Regions from separate parts of the Rattus norvegicus genome. Here all the other regions are linked to region 3. The links are chromatin contacts, called in public Hi-C maps. All regions are on one chromosome and are shown on one strand. The core of a region is the stretch at or near the end of the contact, and the rest is flanking DNA. Distances in the headings are between cores, read along the strand shown. Region 1 overlaps Rpl36a-ps18 (ribosomal protein L36A, pseudogene 18). Region 2 has its middle 41 kb from the start of Mrpl42. Region 3 holds the start of Cradd (CASP2 and RIPK1 domain containing adaptor with death domain).

Region 1 (4,478 bases), core at 1,006-3,505, 240 kb before region 3:
AACTCCCTAATAGCTACAGAGCTGTCAGTGGGCGCCTACTCCTTCCTAGCCTCAAGCCCAATGTTCTGTGACTCACAGACTTAGCCATTGGTGTACCGTGTGACTTACAACCTGCTGGCTCAAGCCACAGCCCTAGGCCCAGGAGCTCCCCCTTGGCTTTGAAGGGCAGGGCTTCCCCTCTGGGAGGGCCAGACCTGAATTGCATCTGTGAGGCTGGGGTTCCAATCCCAGAGTCATTTTCTGTTAGTATCTGAAGAGACTCTGGGCTAGCCCAAGCATGGCCAGCCTGGCTCCAGCAGGCTTTGCCCTTCTCCCCCATTCCCTCTGCCTTACTAAAAACTACTAGATTACATTCCTAAAGCTGGCCATCAAGATCAAGTCCATATTTGGCCACTTCCTCCTCCTGAGGGTGACAGCCAAGGTCCAAGGTCCAGCTATTCAAGTATCCAAGTCCAGCAATCAAAAGTCCCCTTTGGCTCACCTAATGCCCAAATTAACATGCCCAATTAAAATTAAACACCTCCTCCTAACATGGGGCTTCCCCTTCTACCTTTATAAACTGTCATTATCCTATGGGCCAAGTCTGTCTCCTCTCTATCCCAAGGCAGCCCTCTAACCCAGGGATAAATACCCCATCCTCCTCCTGTCCCCTTCCCCTTCTCCCTCACCCTCAATCTCCTGTCTTTGTCTCTCATTCCCTGCCCTCTGTCCTTCTGGAGTAAATGAGTGTCCTTTGTGCTGAGGACTTGGTCTTGGGGGTCCTGATCCCATACTGTTCCTTTTATCGTTTCCACCAACATCTTTGCTGTAAAATCAGAATGATCGGAGTCAGAACCGCCTAGCTCACTCGCTCTAAAAACATGTGAAGAGATGCGTGCTGGATAATCTGTAACCGTTATAAGCTTAAATTCCCAGAGAAGAAGAAAAGCTGAACGTCTGTTGAAGATTCTACAAGGCCAAAGGACTCAACTCTGTGCTTACAAGGAGTTAAATGTCTTAGACTAGAGACATATTCTCTGGGGCTATTTTTAAGACTCTTTGAAAGCCATCTCTTGTCCACCTCGGTGTCCAGCTGATAGTAACTAGGATGGTGTCATTTCTTTATTTCCAGCTGAGATCTTTATAGTGCAAAGCCCAGGGGTATTCCAAGCCATCATTTTAATCCTCTAAACATGTGTTCCTTGAGATAAGCATGTCAAAAGATGTCTACATTCTTTTAAGCTAACTTTAAACTAAGCACACTCAGACATGGGACAAGCGGTGTTTGAGTATCTACAGTCTCCCTTGAGCGTTCTCTCCAGCCTGCCTTTGTTCCAGGAAGGCAGAACTTAGATATACCCTCTGTGTTTCTTGACTGCTGCTGGTAACAAACCTTTCTCTACTCTGGGATGTTTTGGCTGGGCTTGGTTTGGCTTTGCACTAACGGCAATGCGACCCACTGAGCCCAGGTCCAGGAGGACGGCTTTAAAAGGCAGAACTAAGAACCCTGAAACAGAGGAAGAGTTAGGAAGAGCTAATCCTTCACCTTGAGCCCCAGTACACGCCTAACATTTCCCAATTGGACCGAGAAGATCTAACACTTGCCAGTTGGAACTCAATGTTGCTAAGGACCAGCTTCTTGTTTTCCTGTTTTGGGGACAGAAATATCTATTTTGGCTAGCCCATGACTGTCGCTGTGTGTGTTGGGGGAGGGAAAAAGACAGCTTTTACTCTAGTTGATGGATCTTTAAGTAGAAGTCTATTTACAGAGCTACCACAAAATACCCCATGGTTACCAGGTCTTCATGCAGATGACAATTTTGTAAGGTAAGATGACATGTCGCAGGGTATCACTTGCAGGAACTTGGAAAAGGGATTGTATATATTTATATATTTATTACATATTCAAACTGTAAGGGGTGGGGGGTATGTGTGTGTGTGTGGTTTTTTTTTTTTTTAGTGGTTTTGTTTTTTGTTGTAAAATGTGATGGCTTAAAAATATCCACTTTATTTTTATTTATTCTTTTTTTTATTTTTTAATTTTTTTAGTTTCTTTGGGCTTCAAGAGATAGGACCAGAAGCACCTTGCCTTGAATGTGGGATGACCTAGTGCCTTCTTTCTGATAAACAGAAAGAAGAAGAAGAAAGAACAGGGGTGGGTACTGCTAAATAGTGTGACTGTCCACATGTTTCTATGAAGCAGAGCTTTCTTTCTGAGCAGTGGGAACTGACGTGCCCTCTAAAGACCAAGTATCAGCCTGTGGTACAGCTGAGTCAGTAGAACGCTTCCCCTGAATGCACAAAGCTCTGGGTCTAACCCCAGCCCTGCAACAGACTGGGCATTGTAGTGGGAGCCCATGATTCCAGCACTTGGGAAGTAGGGGCAGGAGGATCAGACGTTCAATATAGAAAATAATTTGTTCCCCACATCCCAGTAGAGCTTTGAGCCCCCCTTAGGGGAGACATTGACTTCTTTTTTGTGGTTTGGTTGCACTTTGTTTTCATTTTTTGAGACAGGATTTCCTCTGCGTAGCCTTGACTGCGCTGGAACTCACTCTGTAGACCAGGCTGGCCTCGAACTCATAAATCTCTCTGCCTCTGCCTTCTGAGTGCTAAGATAAAAGGTGTGCACAGCCACCTGCCCAGCGAGAGTAATTGATATCTATTCAAAGGAAAGTAAACTCTTTCTTACCTTCCCTAAGGCTACATACTCATATTCCTGGACAGAGTACTTCCTAGTTTCCCTAGAGACTATTTTATGTTGATTCCTTTCTTTGGTGGGTACTAGAGTAAAAGTTCCAGCTATAACATGAGCTTTGAATTAGCAACTTCAGAATCCCCATCTTGTAGAACAGACTTTCTCTTCTGCCCATGTCCTTCCTAGACATCAATGGGATACAAGAAACAGCTACTGAAATAAATAGTCTCCATCTTAGTTAGGGTTTTCCTGCTGTGAACAGACACCATGACCAATGCAAGTCTTATAAAAGACAACATTTAATTGGGGCTGGCTTACAGGTTCAGAGGTTCAGTCCAGTATCATCAAGGTAGGGACGTGGTGGCATCCAGGCAGGCATGGTGCAGGAGAAGCTGAGAGTTCTATGTCTTTATCTGGAGGCTGCTACTGGAAGACTGACTTCCAGGCAGCTAGGGTGAGGGTCTTAAGTCCATGCCCACAGTTACACACCTACTCCAACAAGGCCACTCCTCCTAATAGTGCCACTCCCTAGGTCAAGTATGTACAAACCAGCACAGTCTCTAACCAAGGTCTCTGGCTCAGAAACCTTACACTTACTATAAGCTAAATATAAAAAGTAAGCTGTTTAGTAATTCAGTGATAGACTAGCTTCTTAACATTATGAGACCCTGAGTTCAATTCCCAACACTGAAAAAGAAATAATGAAAGAGTGTGTGTGTGTGTGTGTGTGTGTGTGTGTGAGAGAGAGAGAGAGAGAGAGAGAGAGAGAGAGAGAGAGAGAGAGCCTTATTAGCTAATTTAGAGATTAAATCATACAATGAAATGACTTCCTTGCCTCTCTTTCTTTTAGGCTATACCAGGCCAGCTGCCATGTTGGAGACATACCAAAGTGAAAAAGAAAGATGACTCCGGCCAATGGCTGAAAAGACAACGAGACCTATTGCCATCAGCAACGGTAGAGAGCTCAGAAGGGGACCCACACTCTCAGTCAATCCTTCAGATGACTGAAGTAGGACAGATGACATTTTTTTTTGGCTGAAAACGTATGAGACACCCTGATCCAGAATCACCTAGTAAATTGCTTCTGGATTCCTGGCCCAGAGCAATTGTGAGGTAATGAGTGTTTCTTTGAGGCACCAAGTTTTAGAGTAGTTCTTATTTGGCCAAAGATAGCTGAGATAGTTAGCCAGAGTTAATTCCTATTGCTTGCAGCTAGAAGAACTCCGAATAAGTATGTCAGTCACTAGAGACCTCAACACACAAGAGCAGTTACTGTGGTCTTATAAGAAATCAACACTTACCTTGTATTGCTCCCAATGGTGCACCTAGAACTAATGGGAAGAAGGCAGAGTTCAGCTTAATAACTCCAGCAATTAGAACTTGAAACAAGAGAACAGTTTGCTCAGCCAACTAATGATCTCTCTGCTTGAAAAGATTCTAGTAGAGGAGAGGGTCTGTGAATATTCAAGAACAAATTCTTGTGTGGGGAGAGATCTAGAACTAACCAATCTCCTGGACCCCCCCAGCCTTGAGATTCAGTTACTTTACAAATCACCGTGCCTTAAGGATGCTTGCTTAGAGCTGTCAAACCCAACCTCTCCTGTTTCTCAGGGCAACCAGCCCAAAGGTGATGTCAGCTGAGAAGGTCGCTGAGACAAGGGGAAATAGATCAGGGGGATTTATGAGGGGACAGACTACAGTACCAAGGCTGACCGAAACTTCTATATCAAATGAGAAGGCCTTAAAGCTTCCGGTAAGATGCTGCTTCAAAAATGACCATCTTCAGGTTAAAGAGAGTCAG
Region 2 (4,760 bases), core at 1,519-4,018, 150 kb after region 3:
CTAGTGCTTATGTGTGGGCACATGACTTACATGCCTCCTTCAGATGTGTGCTCGTATGTACACGTGTGTCTGTCTGTCTGTCTGTGTCTGTGTCTGTGTGTTTTTCAGAAGCTTTCAACTTTGTTTATTCATTTGAGACAGGGTCTCTCGTGGATACCTAAGGCTTCCAATCTATGCTAGAACTGTCAGTGAGCTCCAGAAATCTGCTCATCTCTGCCCTCTCAGTGCTGGGATTATAAAAGCACAACACCACATCTGACTTTTTTTAAATGTGGGTTCAAACTCCCCTCATTCTTCACATGTCAGGAGCTTTACTGATTGAGCCATCTACCCAGCTGTGGTTTTGCGTGGTCACTTGAACAGGTGACTTCAGAGTCCTCAGCCGTTGAACACAGACTTCCCCAGTAAGGGTCTAGAGCAGTGGTTCTCAACCTTCCTAACGCTGCACCCCTTTAATACAGTTCCTCATGCTGTAGTGACACTCCCAAGATAAAATTACTCTTATTCATACTTCATAACTGTAATCTTCCTACTATTATGAATTGTAATGTAAATGTAGGTAGGATGTCTAGTGTGTGACGCCCAAGGGGATTAAGACCCACGTGCTCCACTATGTTCATAGCAGCCTTATTTAGAATAGCCAGAAGCTGGAAAGAACCCAGATGCCCTTCAACAGAGGAATGGATACAGAAAATGTGGTACATCTACACAATGGAATATTACTCAGCTATCAAAAACAATGCCTTTATGAAATTCATAGACAAATGGTTGGAACTGGAAAATATCATCCTGAGTGAGGTAACCCAATCACAGAAAAACACACATGGTATGCACTCATTGATAAGTGGCTATTAGCCCAAATGCTTGAATTACCCTAGATGCATAGAACACATGAAACTCAAGACAGATGATCAAAATGTGAATGCTTCACTCCTTCTTTAAAAAGGGAACAAGAATACCCTTGGCAGGGAATAGAGAGGCAAAGATTAAAACAGAGACAGAAGGAACACCCATTCAGAGCTTGCCCCACATGTGGCCCATACATATACAGCCACCCAATTAGACAAGATGGATGAAGCAAAGAAGTGCAGGCCGACAGGAGCCGGATGTAGATTTCTCCTGAGAGACACAGCCAGAATACAGCAAATACACAGGTGAATGCCAGCAGCAAACCACTGAACTGAGAATAGGACCCCCGTTGAAGGAATCAGAGAAAGAACTGGAAGAGCTTGAAGGGGCTCGAGACCCCATATGTACAACAATGCCAAGCAACCAGAGCTTCCAGGGACTAAGCCACTACCTAAAGACTATACATGGACTGACCCTGGACTCTGACCTCATAGGTAGCATTGAATATCCTAGTAAGATCATCAGTGTAAGGGGAAGCCCTGGGTCCTGCTAAGACTGAACACCCAGTGAACGTGATTGTTGGGGGGAGGGCGGCAATGGGGGGAGGGTGGGGAGGAGAACACCCATAAAGAAGGGGAGGGGGAGGGATTAGGGAAACCGGGAAAGGGAATAACATTTGAAATGTAAATAAGAAATACTCAAGTTAATAAAAAAATAAAATTAAATTTAAAAAAATTTTTTAAAAAAACACTAATCTGGGGCTGGAGAGATGGCTCAGTGGTTAAGAGCACTTACTGTTCTGGTGTGTCTGAAGACAACAACAATGTATACATAAACTAAATAAATAAACAAACAAATAAACAAATCTTTAACAAAATTGAAAAGAACCACTAATCTGGAGGCTTCTAGGGCTTCTTACACGGGGCTTCATTAGTTGTTCCATTCATTCTAAGGCTTGCAATTTTTAAGCACCTATGGGGTTTCCCACACTCTGGACAGCAGATGACCTCTGTGGGACTGTTGAGCCTCTGGTTATGTCAGCAACTAATGAATCCTGTTATAGCCGTATATACATGCTATCGGTTCTGCTCCTCTGAAGAAGCCAATTACAACTTTTCAGTGGGTTTTCCTGGTGTCTCAGAGACACTAATCAGGACAGCTGCCTCCTTGTGATGGATCGTTGCCATAGCGATTGTAGCCGACTGGGTTAAATCTCTCAGATTATTGCCATTCTGACAACTTATTGGATTTGGGGGGAGGGGCGGCCTTCTTTCTTACACATTACTCTCTTTTTATCATGGACACGGTGGCAAGCACATCACTCCTGGTTGGCTAGCCCAAAAGATTCCAAGTTTGTATTTGCCTCTGAGATCTTGTCCTTTCAAAAAGGAAACCACAATGTATCCAAATTTTCCTCTCTTTTTGACATCAGCTAAGAATGTTCTGGTTGTAATACAAAGATACATTTAAATTTATTTTCAAAATAAGGATGATAATAATAATATTCTAGCCAAATATTCAGGACTTGGTTTCTCTGCTCTTGTACACGCCATTTGTCCCCTTGTGGCCATAAATGGCTACAGAAATGCCAGCCCTAACAAGTCCTCAAGTTCACAGCCAGCAGAAATAGTAAACTTGCCTGTTGGTGGCATTCATAAGGTCTTGAACTTTCCTCTGTTGCACTAGTTTAAGTCATGTGTAGAGGGCATTGAGGCAGGGCCATGGCTCCTGCTCCTGATGTAAGAGCTGAGAGTATTGGGAGGACCTAGGAAACTTCTAGTTGAGGAGGGAGACTTCCCCAGGAGGAAACAGGAAGCTCATTCTCTAAGAAGGAGGAGGCTAAGAAAAGCTACGCTGTTGTCATAAACATTGCAGCAGACCCGGGATTCTCTTCTAAGAACTCAGACCATTAGTCACCTCGGGACAGCTGTCCTTGAAAACAGAGTGTATCTGGGTAAACACGAGGATCAGGTTTCCTTTCAGCCTGAAGAGCTTGGCGAGAGGAAAATAAGCAGGGACAGACAGACCTGTGGAAATAAGTCTTGGTTAGACAAAGCGTGAACTTGGGGAGGCACTTGGAACTTTATATGAAACAAACAGAAAGGGCGGGGGAGGGGTGAAACATCATTTCTCTTACCAGAGATACCTTTCCTGTTTACTGAAGAAAGTGTTTGAATGACAATGGTGGGGTAGGGAGAGGAGGAATCAAACCATGATTTAAACAAGTGGTTCTCAGCCTGTGGGTTGAAACCCTTTGTGTGTGTGTGGGGGGGGGGGGCAAATGAGCCTTTTACAGGGGTCCCACATATCAGATATTTACATTATGATTCATAATAGTAGTAAAATTATAGTTATGAAGTAGCAACAAAAATAATTTTATGGTTGGGGTCACCATAATCCGAAGAACTGTATTAAAGTGTCATGGTGCTAGGAAGGTTGAGACCCACTGCTTTAGACTAAAGCTGTCTATCAAAAAAAAAAAAAAAAAAAAGGGGGGCTGGAGAGATGGCTCAGTGGTTAAGAGCACCGGACTGCTCTTTCAGAGGTCATGAGTTCAATTCCCAGCAACCACATGGTGGCTCACAACCATCTGTAAAGAGATCTGATGCCCTCTTCTGGTGTATCTGAAGACAGCTACAGTGTACTTATATATAATAAATAAATAAATCTTTAAAAAAAAAAAAAAAGGGCTGGAGAGATGGCTCAGTGGTTAAGAGCACTGACTGCTCTTCCAGAGGTCCTGAGTTCAAATCCCAGCAACCACATGGTGGCTCACAACCATCTGTAATGAGTTCTGATGCCCTTTTCTGGTGTGTCTGAAGACAGCTACAGTGTACTCATATATAATAAATAAATAAATCTTTAAAAAAAAAAAAAAAGGACACTTGGGACCTGCCTAAATAGATGTAGCCCAATATTACATATAAAGCACGAGTCATTTTGAACATCTGCTGCTTTTACTAGGCGAAAGGCAAGTCATTTGTGGTCACTTTGTTTTTGCCATTTTGAATGAGATGTTGGGGACACTTATTAAAATTAAGTTAACTTTTAACAATAAAAACAAAATTAACTTTTGACCATGTAAATTAAAACCAGGCTTAAAAGAAGCCACTGAAGGAGTGATATTTCTCTACTGGAAAAAATTGTAACAGAAACCCGAGTCAAACCAGCGTAGGCAAAAGGGAATGTCTGTGGGGAGACTTGTGTGACTTACAGACAAAAAACGCAGTTATCTTCGCCATCTGGAATCTTCTCTCACCCCACCCTCCTCTCCCTCTCCTGTGTTCGCATTCGAGTGCGTGCGTGCCTGACTGCGTGTGCGTGTGCATGCACGTGCACGTGTGTATGCATATACTGTGAGGTGTGTGCAGGTCAGAGGACAGCCTCAGGTGTTGGTTTTCACCTCCCACGTCTTAGAGACCAGGGTCCCTTGTTGACTTTTTCTGCTGCTTCCGCTGCTGCTGCATAGCAAGCCCGGGCCTTCGGGGTTTCTCTTGTCCCTACCTCCCATCCGTCTGAAGGAATGATAAGGTTAAAGATGAATGGATTGCTGAATCGGTCTTTTTGCCCCCTCAATCCCCGAATCGGTCTTATATTGGCTCTGGGGAGTTGACCTCAGGTCCTCATCCTTGTGTGACAAGCACTTCACCCGCTGAGCCCTCTCCCTAGCTCCAGAATCTTCTCTTTTCATCTGCTTGTTTCCGTCGCACCTGCTTTCTTCTCAGGGCCTGTGCCACGAGTAAATCTGCTGTCCCATCTCCCCCGTCTGTCTCAGAGAGAAAAGATGCCCGTTGGCCCAGCTCAGTCTTTTCAAATCCCGAAGGAGGGCTCGCATTGCCCAGGTCACATGCTCAACACTAAGACACTGGACTGCGGGTCAGTTGGTATCCAGGCAGGGTGGGGTAGAGGGT
Region 3 (4,400 bases), core at 1,777-4,276:
CCCTGGGTTTGGTCCCCAGCTCCGGAAAAAAAAGAAAAAAGAAAAGAAAAGAAAAAGAAGAAAAAAAAGAATTAATTGTGATAATATATATGCTCTCAAAACCATTCAAAATACAAGACCCATAGTGTTACGTTTAAATTACTTATAAAAGTAATTTTTTTTTCCGGAGCTAGGGACTGAACCCAGGGCCTTGCGCTTGCTAGGCAAGCGCTCTACCACTGAACTAAATCCCCAACCCCTTATAAAAGTAATTTACTGGTAGCATTTGATTTTTTTAACTGGTTATAGTTATTTGGAACTTGGGGGTTGAGGAAGGGTTTTAATATGTAGCTCTGGCTGTCCCAGAACTCACTATGGAGATCAGGCTGTACTCACAGAGATCCACCTGCCTCTGCCTCCATAAAGGCATACACCACCACCACTACCACCACCAGCTCTGTTACACTCATTTTTTTAAAAACAATAACAATAAACTCTGGAGACCACTGACTTGGTCCTGTATCTATATCGAAAACCCAGAAAATGTTGAATTCTTAACTCTGAAAATGTACTGATTTGGTTTGGATAAGTTGGATTGGTCAACTTTCCACCATATATAATATGTATATATAATATATATAATATATATTAAAATTAACCTTTCTGGGTCAGCCCCTAATCTTTGTAAAAAGTACTGTGCATGAGAGAAATTGAGGAGAACAGCGCTTTATACCACAGCCCCCTCACAAGCACCAAGCTGTTTCTCTTCAAATCACAGCTTCCAGTTCCCCTGGAAAGTCAAAACAAGATTCTCCCCCAAATGATTGCCCTTGCAAAATAAAATTCCCCAGGTGTCTGACCAAAGCCAAATTTTAAAAGGCCACTTTACACCAACAGCCTTTAAAAACAAACTAAGGCAGGCTTGGGAAATAATCCCCCTGGCCTCAGAGGCTGGCTGCAGGGACAGGTGCAGGGCATGCCTTCCTAGAGGCTGTCTCCCAGGATCTGACCTCCTCCAGCTAGCAGCTTGGCACCCCACAAATCAGTTATCAGCAGGCCAAAGCCTGCGTTCCCATCTGCGCTTTCCAAACGGTTCCTGTTGCCAAAGGGCTCAGATTGACCTGGCTCTCTGATGAGAACATGCCTCCCAAGTGACTGGCCAAGTTTTCCTGGAAGCATGTCTAAATTGTCCTCTGAGCTCCCTCCTGAACCTCTCAGCCTCATGCTTCATTTTCCCTTCCTTTCTTAACGCCACCTCCTCATCTTGACCCTCCAATGCCATGCCCTCTCTGTCCAAAGTGTTCCCCATGTTCATGACCCCTCCTAAAATACTAACTTCCAATCCACCCGGCACGGTTGCAACAATTTCAGAACTGTTTTTTTGTTTTGTTTTGTTTTTTGTTTTTTGTTTTTTGTTTTTTGTTTTTTGTTTTTTTTGGTTCTTTTTTTCGGAGCTGGGGACCGAACCCAGGGCCTTGCGCTTCCTAGGTAAGCGCTCTCAGAACTGTTTTGAAGTGATCTCTTTGAGGCCTACCTGTAGGCAGCTCAGCCGTGGCTTCCTCTCTTGCCTTCTCCAGCTTCTCTCTTACCCAGGGAAATTCCTGGAGGGAATCTAGGAAGGTGTCAAAGGCTTTGGGGCCCCTGGAAGGCAGAATGTCCAGCAAAAGCATTGTCTTCCGGAGGCCTGTGGTTTGAGCTTTGATTTCTTGAATGTGGTTTTCCGTCAAAATTCCTTCCTGGTAAAGGTACTGAAGAACCAGTCCTTCTACCAGAACCTCAGCACCCAGCTCCAGACGCAGTGAGCGGAGAACTTGCTTGTCTCTGGCATCCATTTCTCCCTGGAAAGAGCCAAAATCAGCACCTAGATTTCAGGAGTGCTGACGGAGCACCTCAAAATCAGTCAGGGCTTTACATCTTAACAGAGTGTAGGGCCACGGTGCTTCCTAAATGGCTGTTAAGCCAAACCACGTTAATTTCTAACACTTCGCAGCATAATGAACAGCACTAGTTATGAATCCGTGTCTATCTCTGCTTTCCGCAATAATGGAGTCCTATTTCAACTCCTTGTGCAGTAAGAGATCAGACAGAAAACAGGTCTGATCCCTTACTTACAATGCAGTCCCCTAGGGATTATAGATTTATTGATCTATTTATTTATATTATATAAAAGTAAATGCTAGAGAATAGTGGGCTTCAATTTTGCTTTGCCAGAGTTAGTCCAGCACCCACAACTGCAGAAACCACTTAAGAGACCAAGGACATTATAGACCCTGACCAGCAACGGGAGACAACCTGGAGGAGTTTAAGGATCTTTCTTACGAAGAGAAAAAGTCACTACAGGAGCAGCACCTTCAAGAAAATAAGTATTTGTGTGTCTTTTACGATAAGCCTTACAAGAATTCGGAATGTGCGCCGCAGCACGGCCCTGAGCACTCATGCATGGGACATTTAATGAGCTCAGGTCCTTGGTGTGCTGAGAGGTGGCTGTGTGGTGGCAATGAGGTAAGTAGTGCAGAGATACAGAGACCCAAAGGAGGCGGGCGGGGCTTCTGACACCTTCAGCCCACAGACGCAGGACTCCCGATCCCAACATTGCTCTGCAAAGTCGGGAGGTGGCAGGTGAGGAGGGCGTGTGTGACCATATTTGGCAACGTGTTTCCATTTGGAACTTGTAAAAAGTTCCCCGTCTCGGCAGCTGAAAGCCGTGGTTGTGGCACAAACGGGAAGAGCTACCGGCGGTTTTCACGGTAAGTGAACCCGACGACTGCCCTCAAGGAGGAAACCGATCCCCAGCACCGCCACCCGAACCCTGGCCCTGCCCCGCCAGAGCCGCGCAGGGGCGATGTCGCCACAGCGCGGGGATTGAGAGAGAAGATGGAGTCGTATTACTTACGTCCGCGACCACGTATCGTTAAAAAATAAATAAATAAATAAATAAAACTACAACCGGAATCCAAACTGATAGGGAACCTGTACCACAAACACCATCTTTGTTGAGGGCAAAAGTCCTAGACAGGAAGTATTGCGACCATCTTTGTTGAAGGCAAGAGCAGGAAGTGCTGTAGCCATCTTTGTTGAGGGCGCAAGAGGTCAGGTTGTTAACGTTCTCCGCCATGTTTGCTATGGGCAAAAGGGACAAATTCTCCTAGATTGAAAAGGGGTAGGGGAGGGGGTAAATAATCTGAGGCAGTAGTCTCAACCTTGCTGTTCCTAACGCTTTGACCTTTCAATATAGTTCATCATATGGTGTCCCCCAACCATAATATTATTTTTGTTGCTACTCCGTAACTAATTTTGCTACTGTTATAAATCGTAATGTAAACGTGTTTTCTGATAGTCTTCCACTAACCTTGTGAAAGGGTTGTTGAAGAGCCACAGGTTGAGAACTAATATGAGAGAGTAAACGAACTGTGAATCTGAACACAAAAACCCCAGGAGAGCCTGACACAGAATAAGCTGGTCGAAAGTTACTCTAGCAGTTAAGCCCTGAGTTCAACTTCCAGTAATAGACACATACCTGCACAAATTACTTTATATAATAAACTCAGTGATTGATTTTTAATTAATTGGATGGCACATAACAAAAAAGTCGTATGTGATAAAAAAATTTTTTTTGACAATAGAAAAAGAATATTTCTACCAGTAATTCCAGATGAAGGTAAAGTATCTGTAAACATATCAGTGAACAGTTCTCATTGTGGGTGGTCCCACCCCAGACTGGTGATCCTGGATTCTATATGAAAGCAGGATGAGCAACCCATGGGGAGTAGCACCCCTACATAAATGCATCCACTCCTACCTTCAGGTTTCTTCCTTCTTTGGGTTCCTATCCTGGCTGAGTTCCTGTCCCAGTTTCCTTCAATGATGGATTACAATTTGGAAGTATAAGCTAAATAAACCCTCTTCTCCTCAACTTACTTTTAGTTATAGTGTTTGTGGTGCTTTGAATATGCTTGCCCCAGGGAGTGGCAGTGTTTTTGGAGGAATAGCCTTGTTGGAGCAGGTGTAGCCTTGTTGGAGGAAGTGTTCGGGTGGGCAATGACACCTAACCATGTGGGTTCTCCTAGAGGCCTTCTGATGAAGATGTAGAACTCTCAGTTCCCCCTGCACCACGTCTGCCTGGATGCCACCATGTCCCTGCCTTGATAATAATGGACTGAAACTCTGAACCTGTAGCCAGCTCCAATTAAAAGTTGTCCTTTAAAAGAGTTGCCTTGGTCATGGTGTCTTTTCATAGCAGTAAAACCCTAACTAAGACAGTGTTTCCTCACAGCAATAAAAATCCTAAGACAATAGGTACCCACATAAAATTTTCTGGAATTCATTCAAGCAGGAATTTGTCAAATGAGCCTTGACATCAAATATTAGATAAATTAGTAGATTTTCCCATGAGGCTTTGCATATGATTCTGAAGTATCGAG

Evidence for each region. Hi-C and Micro-C count contacts between places; a contact is called where the count stands out from the background.
Region 1: a Hi-C map of Schwann cells shows a contact between it and region 3, with 4 times the contacts expected there. The contact joins the enhancer-like site here to the promoter of Cradd in region 3. A contact is called at or near these places in 2 of 12 Hi-C or Micro-C datasets (Schwann cells and hepatocytes).
Region 2: a Hi-C map of psoas muscle shows a contact between it and region 3, with 4 times the contacts expected there. The contact joins the enhancer-like site here to the promoter of Cradd in region 3. A contact is called at or near these places in 3 of 12 Hi-C or Micro-C datasets (the A7r5 cell line, the Rat2 cell line and psoas muscle).

What each region holds. Positions count from the first base shown.
Region 1 is chr7:31,602,131-31,606,608 of GRCr8, forward strand. Rpl36a-ps18 (ribosomal protein L36A, pseudogene 18) reads left to right here. Exons shown (of 3, transcript XR_010053686.1): 3 at 3,528-4,478. Among named protein-coding and RNA genes, the nearest start is that of Rpl36a-ps18, 16 kb to the left of the region's middle. Within about 2 kb of position 2,256, at least 1 of the 93 cell types and tissues checked has an H3K27ac peak or open chromatin away from gene starts, as enhancers often do. A contact at or near this core is called in Schwann cells, where this site is marked.
Region 2 is chr7:31,985,248-31,990,007 of GRCr8, forward strand. No RefSeq gene overlaps it. Among named protein-coding and RNA genes, the nearest start is that of Mrpl42, 41 kb to the right of the region's middle. Within about 2 kb of position 2,769, at least 6 of the 93 cell types and tissues checked have an H3K27ac peak or open chromatin away from gene starts, as enhancers often do.
Region 3 is chr7:31,836,770-31,841,169 of GRCr8, forward strand. Cradd (CASP2 and RIPK1 domain containing adaptor with death domain) reads right to left here and starts at 3,027. Exons shown (of 3, transcript NM_001108085.1): 1 at 2,873-3,027; 2 at 1,514-1,817. The coding sequence starts at 1,811. All of the region lies in intron 3 of LOC134479863 (death domain-containing protein CRADD-like), which reads right to left. LOC134479865 (a long non-coding RNA gene) reads left to right here and starts at 1,749. Exons shown (of 2, transcript XR_010053688.1): 1 at 1,749-2,726; 2 at 4,047-4,187.